Linked DNA regions of Macaca mulatta: all the other regions are linked to region 1. The links are chromatin contacts, called in public Hi-C maps. All regions are on one chromosome and are shown on one strand. Each heading gives the region's core, a stretch centred on a gene start, on an enhancer-like site or on the middle of the called end of the contact. The rest is flanking DNA. Distances are from core to core; before and after follow the strand shown. Region 1 holds the start of CSTF3 (cleavage stimulation factor subunit 3). Region 2 holds the start of HIPK3 (homeodomain interacting protein kinase 3). Region 3 holds the start of TCP11L1 (t-complex 11 like 1).

Region 1 (4,095 bases), core at 836-3,335:
GGAGGCCAAGTTGGGTGGATCACTTGAGGTCAGGAGTTCAGACTAGCTTGGCCAACATGCTGAAATCCCATCTCTACTAAAAATACAAAAATTAGGCTGAGCGCCATGGCTCACGCCTGTAATCCCAGCACTTTGGGAGGCCAAGGTGGGCGGCTCACGAGGTCAGGAGATCGAGACCATCCTGGCTAACACAGTGAAACCCCATCTCTAATAAAAATGCCTGTAGTCCCAGCTACTCGGGAGGCTGAGGCAGGAGAATAGCCTGAACCCGGAAGGCGGAGCTTGCAGTGAGCCAAGATAGTGCCACTGCACTCCAGCCCCAGCTACAGAGTGAGACTCTGTCTCAAAAAAAAAAAAAAAAAAAAAAAGAAAGAAAGAAAGAAAGAAAATTAGCCGGGCGTGGTGGTGCACGCCTGTAATCCCAGCTACTCGGGAGGTTGAGGCAGGAGAATCGTTTGAACCCGGGAGGCGTAGGGTGCAGTGAGCTGAGATCGCACCACTGCACTCTGGCCTGGACGACAGAGCAAGACTCTGCCTCAAGAGAAAAAAAAAAAAAATCCCAAATGTTCCAAAACTCAAAATGCTCCAAAATCTAACTTTTTAAGCACTGACATGACTCTCAAAGGAAATGCTCATTGGAGCATTTCAGATTTTGGATTTTTTGATTAGGGATGCTAAATTGGTAAGTATATATACGTAAAACACTTTCATATTCTGCTTTTCTTTATTTAATACGGTGGTTGCCTTTCTATGTCAGTCATCGTACATTAGCATCGGTTTGCTGCGTGACATTCTATTGCAGAGATAAATCTTGTGATATTTTTAACTAGTCCTCCATTGCTGGATGGGGCAATGAACATCTGTTAATACACATCTTTTGCCCATGTGTCTGATTATTTTAAGGGTAAGATTTCAGCCTGTGGAAAGGGAGTAAGTGTAAGTTTGAGCAGAGGAAAGGAGATCTAAAAGAATAAGGCGAGTCTGGGAACAGTTCAACAGGTTACTCTGGGGCATCGAACCCCTGTAGGCGAGAAATGCTTGCAGACATCTTACAATGACGCTTAAATGGAAGAGCAGTTTCAGAAGACTTAGCTCATTTAATTTTTTTTTTTTTTTTGATAGGGAGTCTCGCTCTGTTGCCCGGGTTGGAGTGCAGTGGCATGATCTCGGCTCACTGTATTTTTAGTAAAGACGGGGTTTCACGGTGTTAGCCAGGATGGTCTCAATCTCCTTACCTCATGATCCGCCCGCCCCGGCCTCCCAAAGTGCTGCGATTACCGGCGTGAGCCACCACGCCCGGCCTAGAACTCCTGATCCATTCGTCTTGGCCACCCAAAGTGCTGGGATTACAGGCGTGGGTCACCACGCCCGGTCAATCTCATTTAATCTTAATGCCAGATACTGTTCCTAACACCTTTCTATGTATGATTTATTTCAGTTGCAGGTACTATTATTCCCACCTATAGGCCAGAAAGCTGAGGTACAAAGTTTAATTGCCCAGAGTTACTTATCTTAGTTAAAATCCAAGCAGTCTGGGCTCCAAACAATCATATCCACTTTGCAGTCAAGGAACCATGCTGAGATTTTGAGCTGAAAATCCAGGTCTCACAGACTTCAAAGCTTTCTACATAAGAGTAGACGGCGGCAGTAAAAATTAACGTGGGCTTGATCTATCCCTCCCACCCCCAAGAAAAGTAAAAAGCAGGAACTGAGACCAGAGAAAACCTTCACGGATTCCTTATCCCCTAAATATAGGAGGCATTTAACGCTTAGCATTGCTGACTAGCAATCAGGCTTCAACCGTGAGAAGCCAGGCTCTAAAGCTTTTTAACTGAATTCCAAAAAGCGCGCGAGCCTCCAGGCGAAACAGATTCCCGCCTTCCAGCCGGTTAGAGCCGGCTCAGCAACAGCCTCTCCAGGCCGGGGTAGTGACGTCAGCCCAGGAATTGGGCCCGCCCCGGGATCTCGCTGCCTTCTGCACGTTCGGAATAACCAACGAGTCGCCGAAATTAGCCCCGCCCACTGCCCCGGAAGTTAATGCGGAAGCCACACACCCCCCCTCCTCGGCCGGCAGGGGCGCAGCCATTTTAATTCATATCTGAGTGGGCGGTGGCGATTGGTGTTGGCGGTCTGGCTCAGCTGGGCAGGGGGTAACTTTACTGATTTGGGGGTGGTTTTTAGTTTAATTTTTCTTTTCTAGCTTCCCATCGACGGTCAGTGCGCACGTTGTAATCAGCTGAGGCCATGTCAGGAGACGGAGCCACGGAGCAGGTGAGGAAGGAGAGTGGTGGGGCCTCGTGGCGACCTCTTCTCCACGTCTGTTCCTCCGACTGCTCCAGACATGTTCGCCTGAGGAAGGAATTGGGTCTAGTGAACCCGGGGGACAGGGTATATACAAGAGTGGTGGGAATGGGGAGCAAGATCTGATTAAAATTTAATTTTTTTTTACTTCCCTGTCTTAGGCACGAATACGAGTAAATACTTGATTTAGACAATAGCCGGTAGGCTGCTTCGTCCTATTTAGATTCATGGGACTACTCCAGATGGGATGCTTTCCTTTGATATCGCTTTGGTGTTAGAGTGGATAGGAATTATTTTAACGCGCACCCGCCGTTTTAGAAAAACTTGACAGTGTTTCTTTCACCCAGCCAAATGTAGTGTACCCAGAAATAGGTTACTAGTTTGAGAAATATTTGAGACAAAGCTAATCTGGAGAATTAAGATTTAAGAGAGCGAGTGAAGAAAGAAGCAAGTTATGCTGTGGTTTTGGGAATATTGTGGCTTTTTTTCGTTTTCTTCCTTTTCTTCCTTTTAGTCACATTTCATTTTCGTTTTTCCAGCTACATAAACATTGCAGGTATATTATAAGTTGAAAATGAGAAGTCTGTTTTGGCCACTGTAAATAAAAGCATGTTTTAGTAGTAAATATGGGTGACAACTAAATATTTAAAAATTCAGACTTTTAGGTTAGATCAGTGTGGTTTGTTTTTTTTCCCCTTTGTATTCAGAATTTTGTAGGAGAGTACCTTTTAGTGTGAGAGAGGAAACAAAATAGTTTTGAAAGATGCCATTAAATTTGTTTTTCGATCTAAGTCCTGGTGTGTTTAGATAAATACAGTTTCTAAAATGGAGGCTAGGTAGCCTGCAGTCTCAATTTCCTGAAATTTCCCATTGCCATAGCAACGACATGCACTTAGATTTTCATTTTTCAGGTTCCCTAGCTTATAACGTGGAAGATGTTATTGAAGGTTGACAGAGATGAGGCAAAATAGGAGTGTTCTACTGCATAGTCTGTAAGACTGTAGATTTCATTTTGTCGGCAGTTTGACTAAATTGTTTTGTGTTTGCTCGAGGACTGGTTTCAGTCCAGAAATCTTCGCACTATTTACATTTTACATACTGTTAGCATGCCCGAGCATGCGAAGTCTTAAAATTACCGTATCAAAACTGTTTACCTCTTTTCTGATCTAGTATTTGTCATCTGAAAGTGAAGGATTAATTAACTGAGGTTTCATTGAAAGTTTCCGAAATTTGGGCCGGGCGCGGTGGCTCAAGCCTGTAATCCCAGCACTTTGGGAGGCCGAGACGGGTGGATCACGAGGTCAGGAGATCGAGACTATCCTGGCTAACACGGTGAAACCCCGTCTCTACTAAAAAAAAATACAAAAAACTAGCCGGGCGAGGTGGCGGGCGCCTGTAGTCCCAGCTACTCGGGAGGCTGAGGCAGGAGAATGGCGTGAACCCGGGAGGCGGAGCTTGCAGTGAGAGCTGAGATCCGGCCACTGCACTTCAGCCTGGGCGACAGAGCGAGACTCCGTCTCAAAAAAAAAAAAGAAAGTTTCCGAAATTCATCGTTAATCTTAGAATTTATCTAAAATTACAAAGACACAGAAATGTTACCATGACCTCTTGAATGTTTTAGAACTGTGGTGTTTCAATGGGACAGACAGATGGTGGTCAAAATTGTCGAAAAATAATTTCCCCCAAGGGTTTTATTGTGCAAAGTTTAGAACATAGAGAAAAGTTCAAATAAAAGTGCAGTGAACACCTGTAGGACAACTCTTCACCTGGAATCAACAGTTGAAAGCCTTGCCA
Region 2 (3,931 bases), core at 992-3,491, 89 kb before region 1:
TGCAGCCATAAATACACCAAGAAATATTTCATTGACTTAAAACTAAATAACTGTATCTGGCTGGTAAAACTGCAATTACTGATAAGTGTCACGAAAGCATAAGATAATCAATAAAACTATGAAAACTTTTTTAAAAAAGGTCAGTCATATTTTGTTTACTTAAAATACTAAGCTTAATCATGACCTATCTAAACCTTATCATTGCTCATTGTATAAAATTAGCACTGCACTTGCAAACATAAGCAGAATCTAGACTTATCAAACATATGGTGAGACTTCACCAGCTTCTGAAAAATTAAATAAGAATATAGGATTAAAATGTCTTAGTTGGGTAAACAGTAACCACCGTTACGGCTCAAGACTTTTCATCAAAAAATCTGATCAGAAAAGAAACCTCTTTAAAAATTTTAAAGAGCCCAGCAACCAAAACTTTGAAATTAACTGAAATGGTTTGAATATAAGTACTCCCACTTCAGAAGCTACAGCTAAAAGCAAATACCTAAAACAGCAAAAAGGGAAAAAGCGTCAGCAGATCTCCAAACTACTAGAAAGTACGCAAAAGCACACGCGCAGACTGGTTTGCCAGCTAACTTTCCCGGCCCTGTACCAGACAGACATCAAAACAAAGTTGACAATAGAACCAACTATGATCTTTCCCTCTAAACTGGACGATAAACTGAAATTTTTTGCTGTTGCTAATAGAAGCCCCTTATTATAATTAGAAGCAGCCAACTGACAGGTGGAAAAACAAATTCCCTAACAGAGCAGTAAGAGGTTGTGAAAACACGGTTCAAAGGCCTGAACGTGTTACGACTACTCTGTAACAAGTCCAGGGTAATTTACGCATACACTCTTCAGCGCAATTCCTCAAGCAGAGATGAGACTGGGGAACAACAGGATTCCCCGAGAGCCACATACCATTTTACAACAGCCGTCTCCCTCCCGACAGAGAAACAGACATTCTCCTCCAAAGTCTTTCTGCCAGTTCTCCTAGTGCGGCGAAGGGAAGCGAGCGGCCGCCACCGTAACGAGAGAAGCCGGCAACAGCCCCGCCGCGCGGCCGCCACGCCTTCCTCCCGCCGCCGCTGGGGACGCGGAGCCGCGGATCACATTTCTCCACCCCAACAATCACACGCACGCACGTCCCCAGAGTTGACACCCTGCAAACCCGCCGCTCCGCGACGCTGGGGACGGGGCCACAAAGCCGGGGACGGGGCCATCGGCTGGGGTGCTCAAGCTGCGTGCGTGCGCGTGTTTGCGTTTGTTCCCCTTAATGAAAGGAAAGAGATCTCCGTCGTTACGGCCTTGGGCTGCCGAGGGGGAAGAGGCTCCCCGTGGGACTAAACAAAACTTCGGTTGCTGGGAAGAGCCGTTGCGCAACCTTGGCAGGGGGAGGGGGAGGCCCAGGCCCCCGAGCCCCGGCCAGGCGCGGCTTCCCGGAGGCTGCGGCCCCCGCGTCCGGCGGCCCAGGGCCTGGCGTGGCGCCGGCTTCGAGGGAGCGGCCCATACCGGGCCACACCACGGGGGCTAGGGCGGAAACTGGGAGCACGAGAGCACTGGGGATGCGGATGGGGCACGGGACGCGCAACGAGTGCAGGCCGCTCCGGAGGGGTCGGGCCAGACCCGGGTCAGGCTTGGGGTTCGCTGGCCGTGGAGCCCGCGGACGGAGCCGATCCCCACACCCCGGGGTGGCGGCGCCCCTCGCTCGACTCCCTTACCTTCCTAGAGGCCTGCGCTCTCTCCTCTTCGGGCGGCCGCAGCCCTGAGCATGTCCGGGGTGGGGCGCAGAGCCGTGCCGGGGACTGGGAGCCAGGCGCTTCAGCAGGCGGCACCACCCAGCCCGGGCTCAGCCCCTCTCCGCGGCCGCTGCCATCTTGTCCTGGCGGCTGAGAGGAAACGGCGAAACACCCTCCCGCGACCGCTGCCGCTGCTGCTGCTACTGCTGCTGCTGCTGCTCTGGCTGCTAAGCGCCGGGCCTGTCTCCCTCATCTTCCTTCCCGGGGATTTGGGGTGGGGACGGCTTAGCTAGGGCGAGGGGTAGTGGGAGGCCGGTTGGCCTCCGGCTGCTGGGGCCTACGGGCGACGCAGGGTGCGGGGCCCACGGCGGTTGGGGCCCATTCCTGACGCCCCGGCCGGGAGCGGAGAAGGAAGACAGGCGGGAGTGGCGGCGACGACGGGGCCCACGGCTTGATCTCCTCAGGTCGCCGAGATGCCGGCAGTCGTCACTGAGGCAGCTGCTACCAGCCGCCCCAGCCTCGGGCCCCTCCTCCGCGCCCGCCGGCCTCGGCCACCGCCTCCGCAGCGCCACCGCCCGCCCGGCAGCGCTGCACGCCCAGCCCGGGCGGCTCCGCTCCGCTCTGGCCGCTGCTCCTCCGTGAAGCCCCTCCCCGGGGTCCGCCCGCCAGTCCGCAGCCGCGCCCTTGTCTCCCGGAGTCCGCCTGGCAGCCCGTGCGGCCCCGACCCGGAGTCCCACAAGCCAAGCCTCCCGCGAAAGAAGCATCCATCAGTCCCGCGCTGCTATTCTGAACCTCACTCCATGCCCCCTCCGCCAGAAATACACATTTTAAAAAATATCCCAATACCCGAAGAAAGGATTAAGATGCGGAAGCAGGATTTTACAGGCCTTTCGAGATCCCGGAACCGTAATTAAGGATCTGTTTCTCGGCATTTAGTCGTTAAGGGTCCAAAAATACGGAAAGGGGAAATGCTCAGTCAAATGAACTACCTCAATCTAAAATAGATTCTGCCCGCTCCCCTATCCCAAAGAGTGAAGAGAATTGTAACGCCAGGTTAAAGGATGGGGGAAAGGTTCTCTTGGAAATTTTTCAAGAGCACCTCTACTGTCCAAAACCCCGTAATTGTGAAGTTCGCCCACCTCCACATTGGTGATTCTCCATTAAATTAGTCGGTTTAACCCCCAAAGATCAGTTTCCTTCCTCTTGGAGATTAGGAAATCAACAGAATGGCCTGTTTCAACTCACATAATCGTGGAACCATAGAATTTTAGGAATGAAAGAACCTTTGCGATCCTTGGTCCCAACTCTTACACTCAGGAGTTCCAAGAAGTTTAGGTGACATAACCAAGGTTATGCAGTAAAGCCCGTGTCTCCCACCCGCTCTTTCCTCCTTACTTTTCCCTAGGAAACAAATGGCTTTCTAATACCTCACATTCAGAGTTGATTTTCTTTAATACCGGTTCCGTCAGGTTCCCTTTGTTCTGAATCAATGTCTAACCTTTTGGGAAACAAACACCTTTCTCTCTGGAATGGAAGTGTCCTTTTTTTGTTTCCTTCATAATCTTAACTAGGAAGATTGAATTTACCACAGATGTATTTATTCCCAGACATTTCCTTTTTTTTTTTTTTTTTTTTGAGACGGAGTCTCGCTCTGTCACCCAGGCTGGAGTGCTGTGGCCGGATCTCAGCTCACTGCAAGCTCCGCCTCCCGGGTTCCCGCCATTCTCCTGCCTCAGGCTCCCGAGTAGCCGGGACTACAGGCGCCCGCCACCTCGCCCGGCTAGTTTTTTTTTTGTATTTTTTAGTAGAGACGGGGTTTCACCGTGTTAGCCAGGATGGTCTCGATCTCCTGACCTCGTGATCCGCCCGTCTCGGCCTCCCAAAGTGCTGGGATTACAGGCTTGAGCCACCGCGCCCGGCTATTCCCAGACATTTTCTATTGCAGTAACTGGGGCAGGGCAAAGGGAGTGGCAAATTGCTGCATATATAATAATACACATTTAATCCCTGCTGCTCTTCAAACCGGAAGATGAGTATTTTGGAGAATGCCTTTAAGAGACAAAGGAGGCCGGGCGCGGTGGCTCACACTTGTAATCCCAGCACTTTGGGAGGCTGAGGCGGGTGAATCACCTGTGGTTGGTCAGGAGTTCAAGACCAGCCTGGCCAACATAGTGAAACCTGGTCTCTACTAAAAA
Region 3 (3,870 bases), core at 233-2,732, 120 kb after region 1:
GGAAGAAACTAACTCCGCCTGGAAGGAGATTGAGAAAACCTTCCCAGAAAAGATGACATTTACACTGATCTTTAAAAGGAGTAGGATTTCACCTAGTTAAAACATGTCTGGAGGGGGAGAGGAGGTGAAAAGAAGGGCATTTCACTCAGAGGACAGAAGCCAAGGCACAAGAAAATCAGAAAAGGAAGTGGCTAGTGATAATGGAAAGATGCGTTGGGGCCAGATGGTAAAAGTGCTAGTTTTTATTTTAAAATTCTCCACCTAGATTTCGAACTTCTTACGAGCCAGGAAAAGTCATATTCCCCACTTATGCTCCATCCGTATATCCCCCAAATAGACACCCACAAGTATCTGTTGATAGAGATGAATCCCTACGTCATCTCTGTGATGTCATTGTATGTGGGAGGGGTGGGCGTTGGTTTCACACACACCTGGGCCCCAATTCTGGCTCTTTACTAGCTGAGTAACTTCAGTTTCCTCCTCTGTAAAATACAGCTACCTACCTGCTTGGTTTGGGGGAGACATGAAACGAGGGATCGTGCACGGCAGAGGCTGGCACACAGCAGGCCTTCTACAAATGGGAACTCTAATTAAAGGGCTCTAGGATGTGGCCAGGAACCATTTAATTTGCTTATATCGCGCGCATCCATTCAACCCCCACTGTGTCTAAAAAGAGAGCCGAGGGGAGGAGGATTCTCGCACTTGCCAAGAAGACGGTCATCCGTCGGGGCTGCACGCGGGCCTAGGCTGGACACAAGAGGCTCCCCAGCAGAAAGGGTCTTTCAGCAAAAGAAAGGGGCTCTGTCCCCGGCGCCGGGAATCACCTCCTCTGGCACTGAGCTCCACTCGCGCCCGGCGTCCGGATTCCGTTGTAAACAGCTGTTCTGGCCAGCGAGGGAGTGGCAGGGCCGGGAGCAGGGAGGACGCGGGCGCGCCGAGAGGGCGGCCTTGAGGGGTGAGCCCCACCCGCCCGCGGACCCCGCCTCTTCCTCGCCTGCCCCCGACATCCCGGGACGGGATCCGACGGGAAGAGACGAAGAGATGCCTGCGACTTGGACCGCGCGCCTCCCAGGCGGGCCCCGCCAGCCTCCGCCCCAGCTCCCGCTCTCCTCACCTGCCGCGGAGTCAGCGTTCTTCCTCCTGCCGCTCCCGCCGCGCGAATCAGGCGCGGGCTGGCGCCGCGGCGGAAGCCGGAGGGATGCGCGGCAGGCTGGGGGGGTTCAGCCTCTGCTCCTCCGAGGCCGCATCCCTCGCCACGCGGCGGGCGGTCCTCCCAGCCCGACTCGGGTGGGCAGCGGTCAGAGCGGCCGCTTCTCAGCATCAGGAAGGAGGAGACTGCTCTTGGCCGGGAGGCGCCAATATAGGGCAGCGCCATGTCTTCGTACGGAAAGGCAGGCGGTTCTTTCCCCTGCTTGCCGAAGGGGTTCAGTAAGCGGTGACTCGCAGCTGGGCGGCGCCATGTTTCTTCAGGGAGCGGTGGAAAGCGTGGCCGATGACCGCTGAGGGGGCTCCGTGGGCAGTGGCTCCGAGCCAAGAGTGGCCCGCTCAACGCAGCGAGGCGCCATTTTTCCGTACGGAAACGTAAGAGGAGCGGCCGAGTGCCCGCCGATGAGTCTCAGCGGGCTGTGGCTCGAAGCTGGGGATAGCCCGCCCCACGCAGGGAGGCGCCATGTTTCCATACGGAAAGGCGGAGGGCGCGGCCACATCCCAGTCCCTGGGATGGGTGACGGGAGGAGAAAGGGAGGCGGAGAAGGCGCGGGTCAGTCAAAAGAAGAAATACGAAGGAACTGCATCGGAAACCTTCCCCGTCCGTTCTTTGAAATTTAATTATGCCATCCTCTTTGTAGCTACACGAAGTTTATTCCCCTTCTCTCATTTTGGCTGTTTTTAAAAAAGTTGGGCCGGGCGCAGCGGCTCACGCCTGTAATCCCAGCACTTTGAGAGGCCGAAGCGGGCGGATCATGAGGTCAAGAAATCGAGACCATCCTGGCCAACATGGTGAAACCCTGTCTCTACCAAAAATACGAAAATTAGCTGGGCGTGGTGGCGCGCGCTTGTAGTCCCAGCTATTCGGGAGGCTGAGGCAGGAGAATCGCTTGAATCCAGGAGGCGGAGGATACAGTGAGCTGAGATAGCGCCACTGCACTCCATCCTGGAGACAGACCGAGACTCCGTCTCAAAAAAAAAAAAAAAAAAAAAAGCAACAAAGCAGTTGGAGTGAAATTGCTGTTTTCAAACACTGCTAAATAGATCACATGTGGGTAGTTATTGCTAACGTATTGAAGGCCGAGTGCAATACAAGACCCTCAAACCATTTACTGACTTGCATATTAAAGTCTTTTTGCTTTAAAAAAGAAAAAGACAAAAACAGTTCTCAGGTGAAGATTCCCTTTTTTGGAGGAAAAAACACCAAAAACCCTTAAGATACTCAACTAAATGGAACTGTTAAGACCTGCAAAGAAAACATGCAGTTCTTCTGAGTCTAGACTCATACCATAAAGTCTCCAATGTTTTTCAGCAGTGAGTACAACTTGCAATCTCAGGGGCAGGGGTTGGAAAACTATTATCCGAAACTCTGGGGCGTGATGCCAGACAAGTTTTAAAAGCTTCTCTGGGAAAGCAGGCTAGAACCACCTCCCTTACCTTCCTTAAAAGATTAATATGGCCGGGCTTAATGGCTCACGCCTGTAATCCTGACACTTAGGGAGGTCGAGGCGGGCGGATCACCTGAGGTCAGGGGTTCAAGACCAGCCTGGCCAACATGGCGAAACCCCGTCTGTACTAAAAATACAAAAATTAGCTGGGCATGGTGGCAGGCACCTGTAATCCCAGCTCCTGGGGAGGCTGAGGCAGAAGAATCACTTGAACCTGGGAGGTGGAGGTTGCAGTGAGCAGAGATTGCACCCCTGCACTCCAGCCTGGGTAACAGAGTGAAACTACATCTCAAAAAAAAAAAAAAATTAATATGACCAATTTTCACTTGGTTAGGAGCAAGTGAATGAATACACTCAAGTTTCACCTGGAGAGGATACTGCAACAGTACCAAAATCACTGATTTAATTTGGGATATTTCACTTGTAATCTTGTAATGTTATGTACTGTTTCAATATTCAAAAACTATATATAGACACATTCCATTTTGATCTTTGGCTGCAAGCACTGGAAATTCAAATTACCTTAAGGTAAAGGGAGTTCACTGCAAGGACATAGGACTTGGAGGGAGAAAGGTGGCAGCCACTCTAGAGGTCGGCTACTGCTCCTGGACACACGGGATCCCTCTTGTCACATCTCTGCTTGCTGTAGTCCATTCCACTCTTTATGCTACAGGGTGGTCTCTGTACTTTCTTAATTGATGCTCCTCAATTTAAATTTAAATCTCATCTCTACTAAAAATACAAAAAATTAGCCGGGCGTGGTGGCGGGTGCCCGTGGTCCCAGCTACCCAGGAGGCTGAGGCAGGAGAATGGCATGAACCTGGGAGGCGGAGCTTGCAGTGAGCCAAGATCGCACCACTGCACTCCAGCCTGGGCCACAGAGCGAGACTATGCCTAAAAAAAAAAAAAATTCCTAGTGTAAGTGGACCTGCACAGTTCAAATTTCTGGTGTTGAAAGGTCACCTGTATATCTTCACAGTGCACTCATGCCACATAATCATTAACTTAGTTAAAAAGGTATTAAAAACTTTAGCTCTAATGCCCAGTTTACGAGAACTATAGGATACAAAGGAACGTGATAAAGGACAGCCCAGACTTGTCATCAGAAAAATTCAGACTGAGGAAAACGCAAGAACAACTGACCAAGTTTATTTAACAATAGAGACAGACACACAGACAGACAAAAAGACAAAGATATGAGAAGGGTGGAAGGAGA

What was found. A called contact is a pair of places that touch in the nucleus more often than the background predicts.
Region 2: a contact with region 1 is called in a Hi-C map of fetal cortex germinal zone, with 2.3 times the contacts expected there. The contact joins the promoter of HIPK3 here to the promoter of CSTF3 in region 1. A contact is called at or near these places in 4 of 14 Hi-C or Micro-C datasets (cortical neurons, fetal cortex germinal zone, fetal cortical plate and 1 more).
Region 3: a Hi-C map of fetal cortex germinal zone shows a contact between it and region 1, with 2.2 times the contacts expected there. The contact joins the promoter of TCP11L1 here to the promoter of CSTF3 in region 1. A contact is called at or near these places in 2 of 14 Hi-C or Micro-C datasets (fetal cortex germinal zone and liver).

Annotation. Positions count from the first base shown.
Region 1 is chr14:32,115,270-32,119,364 of T2T-MMU8v2.0, forward strand. CSTF3 (cleavage stimulation factor subunit 3) reads left to right here and starts at 2,086. Exons shown (of 21, transcript NM_001257622.1): 1 at 2,086-2,271. The coding sequence starts at 2,245.
Region 2 is chr14:32,025,751-32,029,681 of T2T-MMU8v2.0, forward strand. HIPK3 (homeodomain interacting protein kinase 3) reads right to left here and starts at 2,242. Exons shown (of 15, transcript XM_077963109.1): 1 at 1,719-2,242.
Region 3 is chr14:32,238,038-32,241,907 of T2T-MMU8v2.0, forward strand. TCP11L1 (t-complex 11 like 1) reads right to left here and starts at 1,483. Exons shown (of 10, transcript NM_001194784.2): 1 at 1,115-1,483.